2 separate regions of the Canis lupus genome follow, and region 1 is linked to region 2. The links are chromatin contacts, called in public Hi-C maps. All regions are on one chromosome and are shown on one strand. The core of a region is the stretch at or near the end of the contact, and the rest is flanking DNA. Distances in the headings are between cores, read along the strand shown. Region 1 overlaps GGTA1 (glycoprotein alpha-galactosyltransferase 1 (inactive)). Region 2 overlaps LOC102156404 (a long non-coding RNA gene).

Region 1 (3,952 bases), core at 85-2,584, 80 kb after region 2:
TGCTCTTCTCTTAATCCTCCTTTCTTTGTGAAATGGGGATGAGGGTAGCACCCACTTTGTAAGGTGGATTTTAGGATTAAATGAGAGAGCGAAAGTCAAGTACACTTAGTCCCTGTGCACCATAAATATGAAATAAACACACCTGCTACCTGCCTTCCCCCCACTTCCTGTTTTTTAAAAAAGACTTTATTTATTTAAAGTGTGAGGAGAGCTAGTGTGGGGAGGAGGGTCAGAGAGAGGGAGAGAATCTCAAGCAGACTCCCTGCTTGAGCTGGAGCTTAATATGGGGCTTGATCTCATGACCTGAGCCAAAATCAAGAATTGGACACTTAACTGACTGAGCCACCCAGGTACTTCTCTCTCTCTCTCTCTTTTTAAAGTAATGTCACCTACTTACAACATGTCCAGCTGGTAAACAGTTGCAAGATTTAGTTAGCACGCTGGGTCAGACCTTTAAAAGATCCTTGCTGAGCTAAAACTAAGGATAGCAATGAATGAGGCAGCAACACAGGACAGAGTTTAAGTTCAGAAATGTGGGCTGTAGATGTGTAAGCTGAGCCTGTGAGTGTGTGTGTGAGTGTGTGTGTGTGTGTGTGTGTGTGTGGTGGTTTGTGGTTTGAAATCCTGTCATTCAACAGAGCAGGGGGTTTTATGTGACTAAAATCATCACATAAGCTTCTAAAACCTAACAAAACAAAAGCTCATTATTATTCTGCACTGATAAAAATGTCAGGGTAGCAAAGGTGAGTGGAAATGATGATAAATATGGATTGTAACCCCGGCTTCATCAGCAGAGCTAGTCAATGTCCATATAAGAAGCAATACAGACAGGACGCCTGGGTGGCTCAGAGGTTTAGCATCTGCCTTTGGCTCAGGGCAGGATCCTGGATTCCCGGGATTGAGTCCCACATCGGGCTCCTTGCATGGAGCCTGCTTCTCCTCCCTCTGCCAGTGACTCTGCCTTTCTCTCTATGTCTCTCATGAATAAATAAAAAATTAAAAAATCTTAAAAAAAAAAAAAAAAAAAAAAGGAAGCAATACAGAGTGGTAGCTCAGAGCATGGACTCCAGAGTCAGACCATCTGGGTCTGAGAACCAGCTTGGCCCCTTACTAGCTGTGTGACCATGGGCAACTTATTTAACCTCTCTGTGCTGCTCATTGACAAAATAATAATCAAAAGAGCACCTCTGAAGGATGATGCCTTTAGCACAGTGCCTGGTCTCACAGGAAGTGCTCAGCATATGTTAGTTACCAGCAGCAGCAGCAGCAGCAGCCAACTGTGTGGCCGTGGACAAGTTAGCAAGTCTTTCTCAGCATTGATTTTCTTAACTGTGCAAGAGACTTAATATGTGGCAGGGCTGTTGCCAGGAATAAATGAGGAAGTGTATGTGAAGGTGCCTGGCAACTGGTGCTTTCATGATTGAAGGAAAGAAACCAAGAGCAGCTCTTCTCTCTGTGTGGTGTGAGGGCAGAGCTGAGACTCTAGACAAGATGGGGAGGGACAGGGGAGCAGCCTCAAAGTGTCCCCCCCCAAATCTCTGGGGGAAATTCTGCTCTGCAGGGGGAAGGGGGAGGTCAGAAGCAGGGCACAAGTTGGAGCGAGAGAGACTGTCATCTCAAGAATTAGAGTGAAGAGCCTAGTGACAGATGGACAGAAAGATGAGAGTCTAGTGAGGTTCTTTTATACTTTGGGGTTGGGGCTGAGGCTGGGGCTGGGGCTGGGGCCGGGGCCGGGGCCGGGGCCGGGGCCAGGGCTGGGGCGAGGTGAGGTGGGGATTGACCCAGCCTTGCCCAGCCTCACTATGAAAACCCAGCTTTGCTGACGGGATACAGGCAGTTTTGTGAAAACGCACCCTCCACTGATGTATAGGACCAAGGAAAGTTCTCATTGGCTCCATCTATAGCAAACAGATCTCCCCAGCAGCCTTGCCAGGGCCATGTGCATGCAGCCAGCAGGGCCCCAGTGGGGATGCCTAGCCCTTTGTTTTGCCTTCATCATTGGCCTTCTCCCCTCAGTGGATGAAGGACAAGCAGATGCCTAGTGGGGACAGGCCCATTTGTGCTGGGGTTTGAATCTAATGAGTGTTTCAGTCTCTGCTTCCCAGCAGGGGAAGTGAAGCCACTTCCTGAGCAAATGGGGGTCAGAGCTGAGTTCGTGTCACCCTCCTCCTATTGGGCCCCAGCTGCTATACAGCCTGCCTTTCCAAATCTACCCTCAGCTGTTGGTCAGTTTGCTGTCATTCTTGTGTTGCTTCCTGTGTTTGTCTTGGCTTTGCCAAGTCCCTTTCAGGCATTCTAAGCGCAGAAAACATGCCTCCCCTTTGCCTCTTTGCACTCCTAGCAAAGAGGTAACGTGGTCTGAGGAGGGTCTGTGCCAGAGCCCCATGTTCTAGCCCTGGCTGTTGAGGGGCTCTATGGAGTCCTTGCTTTTCTGGGTGACTCTGTCTCCTTGTTTGTTTGTTTGTTTGTTTGTTTTAATAATAAATTTATTTTTTATTGGTGTTCAATTTGCCAACATACAGAATAATACCCAGTGCTCATCCCGTCAAGTGCCCCCCTCAGTGCCCGCCACCCAGTCACCCCCACCCCCCGCCCTCCTCCCCTTCCACCACCCCTAGTTCGTTTCCCAGAGTTAGGAGTCTTCCATGTTTTGTCTCCCTTTCTGATATTTCCTACCCATTTCTTCTCCCTTCCCCTGTGTCCTTGTTTGTAAAATGAATGATAACACCAGAACCCTCTTATATCTGGGGCACTTTTTGGCCTATAACCAAGTTTTTTACCTAGAAATCCCTTTCTGGTAAAAGGCACATTATTATTATTATTTAAAGATTTTATTTATTTATTCATAGAGTCACACACACAGAGAGAGAGAGAGAGAGGCAGAGACACAGGCAGAGGGAGAAGCAGGCTCCATGCAGAGAGTGCAGTGGGACTCCACCCAGGGTCTCCAGGATCACGCCCTGGGCTGCAGGCGGCGCTAAACCGCTGCGCCACCGGGGCTGCCCTATAAGGCACATTAAAATAGCTTTCTCTCTTTTGGCTCCAGTGTCACTCTCTCATCCTCCCAAATCAAGGATTAGGGCCTCTTTAGGCTCAGATGACACCCACAGGGATAAAACTCAAAGATGCCACTGGCTGTTTAGGAAGAGGCCGAGAGGTATGGGGAGGGATCCAGAAGGAAGAAGAGAACTAGGAAAGCAGCAAAAGGGGACAGGGTATGGAGATGTGCAGGTAAGAATACCCTCAGGGCCCCAAAGTCAGCCCTCAAGGCACCTGGCCAGAGCCTCCTGTTCCTCACCCAGAAGATGCTGCCCCTGCAAATGTCATACCACCCCACTGACTCCCTGGGGCTAAGTCAGGATTCAAGGACTGTCTCAGCAGATCACAGCTGATCCCAGTTTTCCCTTGGACAATATCTGCCCCACCTTAGGAAAGCTGGCCTGACTCATGGGGCCTTATGTCTTGTCACCAGGAAACGTCCAGAGGTTGTGACAGTGACCAGATGGAAGGCACCAGTTGTGTGGGAAGGCACTTACAACAGTACCATCCTAGAAAATTATTATGCCAAACAGAAAATTACCATAGGTTTGACAGTTTTCGCTGTTGGAAGGTAAGTGTTCCTAATAAAATTGACCTCAGCTTTTTCTTGTTTCATCATAAGAATGTTTGTGAGGGGCCCCTGGGATTATGGAGCTGGGCCTACCTTGTTTGAATTACTAGATAGGAGAATGCTATCATGGGACGTTTTCCATCTCTGTTCTACTGAGGCCCCAAAAGGGCTGGAAACAAAACAACAAACAGTAGGTGAGTCGGACTCCTCACCTCAAGGTAAAGGTCCCCAGTTACAAGTAAAAATGTCCCTACATCCACAGAGCCTAGGGTCTCTAGCACACCCACAACTACCTCCTCCCTGACCTCCATGGCTTTCTCTGGAAATTCCAAAAATAGCAGT
Region 2 (3,723 bases), core at 1,089-3,588:
GACCACCTCTCCTATGTCCAGCATTTCCCATCTCTGCTGAATATAAATAGCTGTTTTATGCTCAAATTAGTCAAAGCTTCTCTCCCTGAGGACTTCAGCACTGCTGTGTACTCTGTGACTTTCCACAGAGCATCTGCAGGATGCCAAGTTGCTCAAATTTATGCAAGCACAAAACTGTTTTTCCTTTCATCATCTGCTAACGTCCCATGTATTAGTTCTTTGGGCCATATCTTAATATTGCCCTTGAATTTTCAGGGACAATGTGACCCAGATGGTCTGTCTTTGTGGGGTTAATTACATGTTCCTAGGAGGTTTGCAGCCTGGAAACCATCCATGGGCCAAAACGGTGACTCTGGCAGTGGGGATGTCAGGCCCTGCAGAGCAGATAAAGGCATCAGGACCTTCCTGGCCCCCTGAATGCAAAAGGCAGGCAATGCTGCTTCTTTTGCTTCCTGTGGCTGATTCTGGTTCGAGAGGCAAGATTATACTCTTCCCCCTTTTATGTGGCGTGGGGGAATTTGCTCTGGTTTGCAGGCAATCAGAAAATGTCCCCCACTTGGCATTATGAGAACCATACCAAAAGCCCCAGATATAAGGAAGTTCTATAAGAACACCTCTTTTTGATGAGAAATGCTGCCCAGGGCTGCTACCTCCCACAATTCCAAGAGGCACTGTTCATAGAATACGTGAAATACTAAAAATGCTGCTTCCCTGGAGCCCTCACTAGCCCAGTCTCCTGAAATTGTGTCCATTCCTGAGCCAAAAATTAAGACTTTGTTCTGCTGAAAATAAGGCAGAGGGCGAATTTCAAGCAACATTCTGCCTCCAAATTCTTGAAATTCCACCATTTCCTGAAATGTCTTAATAAGAGCTATTACCCCCAAAAAATTATTTTTAAAAATGCAAAAGAAATGTCCCAATCAGATATTTTCAGGAAATTCCAGGTTAAGTAAACTGTAGGAACTTCCTCTGCTATAGGACTTGTCAGAGCCTTTATAAACTATTTTTTTAACATTTATTTATTTATTTATTTATTTATTTATTTATTTATTTATTTGAAACACAGAGAGGAGAGAGAGAGGCAGAGACACAGGCAGAGGGAGAAACAGGCTCCATGCAGGGAGCCCGACGTGGGACTCCATCCCGGGTCCCCAGGATCACTCCCTGGGCTGAAGGCGGCGCTAAACCACTGAGCCACCGGGCTGCCCAGTCAGAGCCTTTAATACACTGAAGATCCTGTAGACCAAAGGGGCAAAAATGAGCTGTGACTGTTTCTCAAACTTACTTTCATTATAGAATTTCCTTTTCCCCTTTTTTGGAAACTAAATAATTCAGAAAACACACTTTGAGAAACCCTGTCACGAAAGAGTGTGTTTCCCCTCCAAAAAGCCAGCTTTCCCCAACCACGTGTAGAAAACATCTTTGTCCCTGTCCTGTCCCTCTCAGCTTAAATCACGTTCCATCCCAGAGACTGTTGGGACCCTAGCATGGCCCAGCCCACCAGCCTGTGGGGGCTGGAATGAACTGAGGATTTGCTGAAGTCTCAGGATGTGTGGTTGCTGAGCCCTGGTGCGATGTTCTCTGCCACCCCTCGCCCCCTCACCATCCCCTGCAACCCCCACCACTTTTGCTCAGGCTTTAGCACTAAACAGAAGTGGGTTCTCCTTCTGAATCTGCTACTCCCCCACCATGTGAATCTGGGTGAGTGATAAGACGCCTTTTGGGGTTCACTGTGCCTACATCCTAAGGAAGCTACAAGACCTAGCCTAGATAAAGTATGTAATGAGGTTAACCTAGTGCCAGGCACATAGTAGGTCTTCAAGCTCTCTGGCTGAGTAATCCCAGCTATGCTACTTCCTAGACTTGTGAACTTGTGCAATATACCTCTTGACCCCTAACTTCAGTTTTCTAGTTACTAAAGGAAGAATAATCGTGCATGTTTCAGCGAGTCATTGGGAAATTGAAAAGATAATGCATGAAAATGCTCTTTGGAAGCTGCAGAGCCCTATGTAGTTACAGTAACCATGGTAACAACAATGCATTAGTGAAATGTAAAGCTGATGTACCAACCACAGGGAGCCCATTCTAAATCCCAGAGGAATTCTGTGTACTTGGCAGCAGTTCCCCCTGGATTGACAACCATTCATTTCACAGATATTTGGGGCTGCTAACTCTATGCCACGTTCCAAGCTGAGGCTGGAGAGACCTATCACAAACTGGGAAGGGGTATGACATTTTGCCCTATTTCCTAACTAATCTGGATGCTGGCAGAAATCATCGGACTCCTGAGTCAGAGACAAAGGGCTTTATTACTCACGGCACAATCATCTGCGTATTTGGACCAGTTCCTCTTTCCCGCAAGTCCCATGGGGGTAGAGTCGCCTAGCTTCAAAATAAACACATAGGGCACCCATTTAAAGTTGAATTTCAGACAATGAATACTTTTTGTGTGTAAGTCTCAAATATTACATGGGACATACTTTTATTTTAAAAAGTATTCATTGTTCATTTGAAATCCAAACTTAACTTGATGTCCTATAGTTTAATTTTTTAAAGACTATATTTATTTATTCATGAGAGACACAGAGAGAGAGGCAGAGACACAGGCAGAGAGAGAGAGACAGGCTCCCCCCGGGGATCCCAATGCAAGACTTGATCCCAGGACCCCGAGATCATGACCTGAGCCGAAGGCAGACACTCACCCAACTGAGCCACACAGGCATCCCTAGATGTTCTATATTTGTTTTTTGTTTTTTTTAAGATTTTATTTATTTATTCATGAGACACAGAGAGGGAGAGAGGCAGAGACACAGGCAGAGGGAGAAGCAAGCTCCATGCAGGGAGCCTGACGCAAGACTTGATCCCAGGTCTCCAGGATCAGGCCCTGGGCTGAAGGCGGCGCTAAACCGCTGAGCCACCCGGGCTGCCCCAATGTTCTTTTTTTTTTTAAAGATTTTATTTATTTACTCATGAGAGACAGAGAGAGATAGAGAGAGAGGCAGAGACACAGGCAGAGGGAGAAGCAGGCTCCATGCAGGGAGCCTGATGTGGGGGACTCGATCCCGGGTCTCCAGGATCATGTCTTGGGCTGAAGGCGGCTCTAAACTGCTGCGCCACCCAAGCTGCCCTGCCCCAATGTTCTATATTTGAATAGGAGACTCTACTCAAGAATGGCATCAAAATGTCCATCTGGTTGTAGTACAAGAGATGAACCCTGAGCTGAGAGAAACCAAAACTTTTATAATGGGCAGGAAGCATGCCTTCCTTTTGATCCAGAGAAAGGTCCTTATTCCAAGGCCATCCATTATACAAACATCCTTGGAAAAATAGTTTAGAACAAGGGGCAGTCAGGGGGTCTGCTTACAAGGCTTGAAAGCCCCATGGAGAACAATCCTGTTTACCAGGATATTACCAGTAATATCCTGGTAAACAGGTGTGGGGAAGAGGAGATGGCTATGATCTCTGTCCCCTGGAGTTAGAATCTAGACGTCACTGCTGATCAGTGGAGCTGAGTTCTATCCATGTCCCTCCCCTAACCTCCCTCTCGCCACCCAGCCATGACAGCGCACCTGCCTGGTGGGGGGAGAGGGGATTGTATGACCACCTAGGTGCAGTTCTGCCAAATAAGTTGGATGAGGATACATGCCCTCTCTCTTCCAGTTCATTCAGGAGGTGTTCGTCTGGTGCCTGCCATGGTGGGTCCAGACACCCAGAGGGGAGGCT

The links. Hi-C and Micro-C count contacts between places; a contact is called where the count stands out from the background.
Region 1: a contact with region 2 is called in a Hi-C map of blood, with 2.2 times the contacts expected there. The contact joins two enhancer-like sites. A contact is called at or near these places in 2 of 9 Hi-C or Micro-C datasets (both in blood).

Annotation. Positions count from the first base shown.
Region 1 is chr9:61,126,912-61,130,863 of UU_Cfam_GSD_1.0, forward strand. GGTA1 (glycoprotein alpha-galactosyltransferase 1 (inactive)) reads left to right here. Exons shown (of 7, transcript NM_001206937.1): 6 at 3,473-3,610. Among named protein-coding and RNA genes, the nearest start is that of GGTA1, 20 kb to the left of the region's middle. Within about 2 kb of position 1,335, at least 3 of the 20 cell types and tissues checked have an H3K27ac peak or open chromatin away from gene starts, as enhancers often do. A contact at or near this core is called in blood, where this site is marked.
Region 2 is chr9:61,046,178-61,049,900 of UU_Cfam_GSD_1.0, forward strand. All of the region lies in intron 2 of LOC102156404 (a long non-coding RNA gene), which reads right to left. Among named protein-coding and RNA genes, the nearest start is that of GGTA1, 60 kb to the right of the region's middle. Within about 2 kb of position 2,339, at least 3 of the 20 cell types and tissues checked have an H3K27ac peak or open chromatin away from gene starts, as enhancers often do. A contact at or near this core is called in blood, where this site is marked.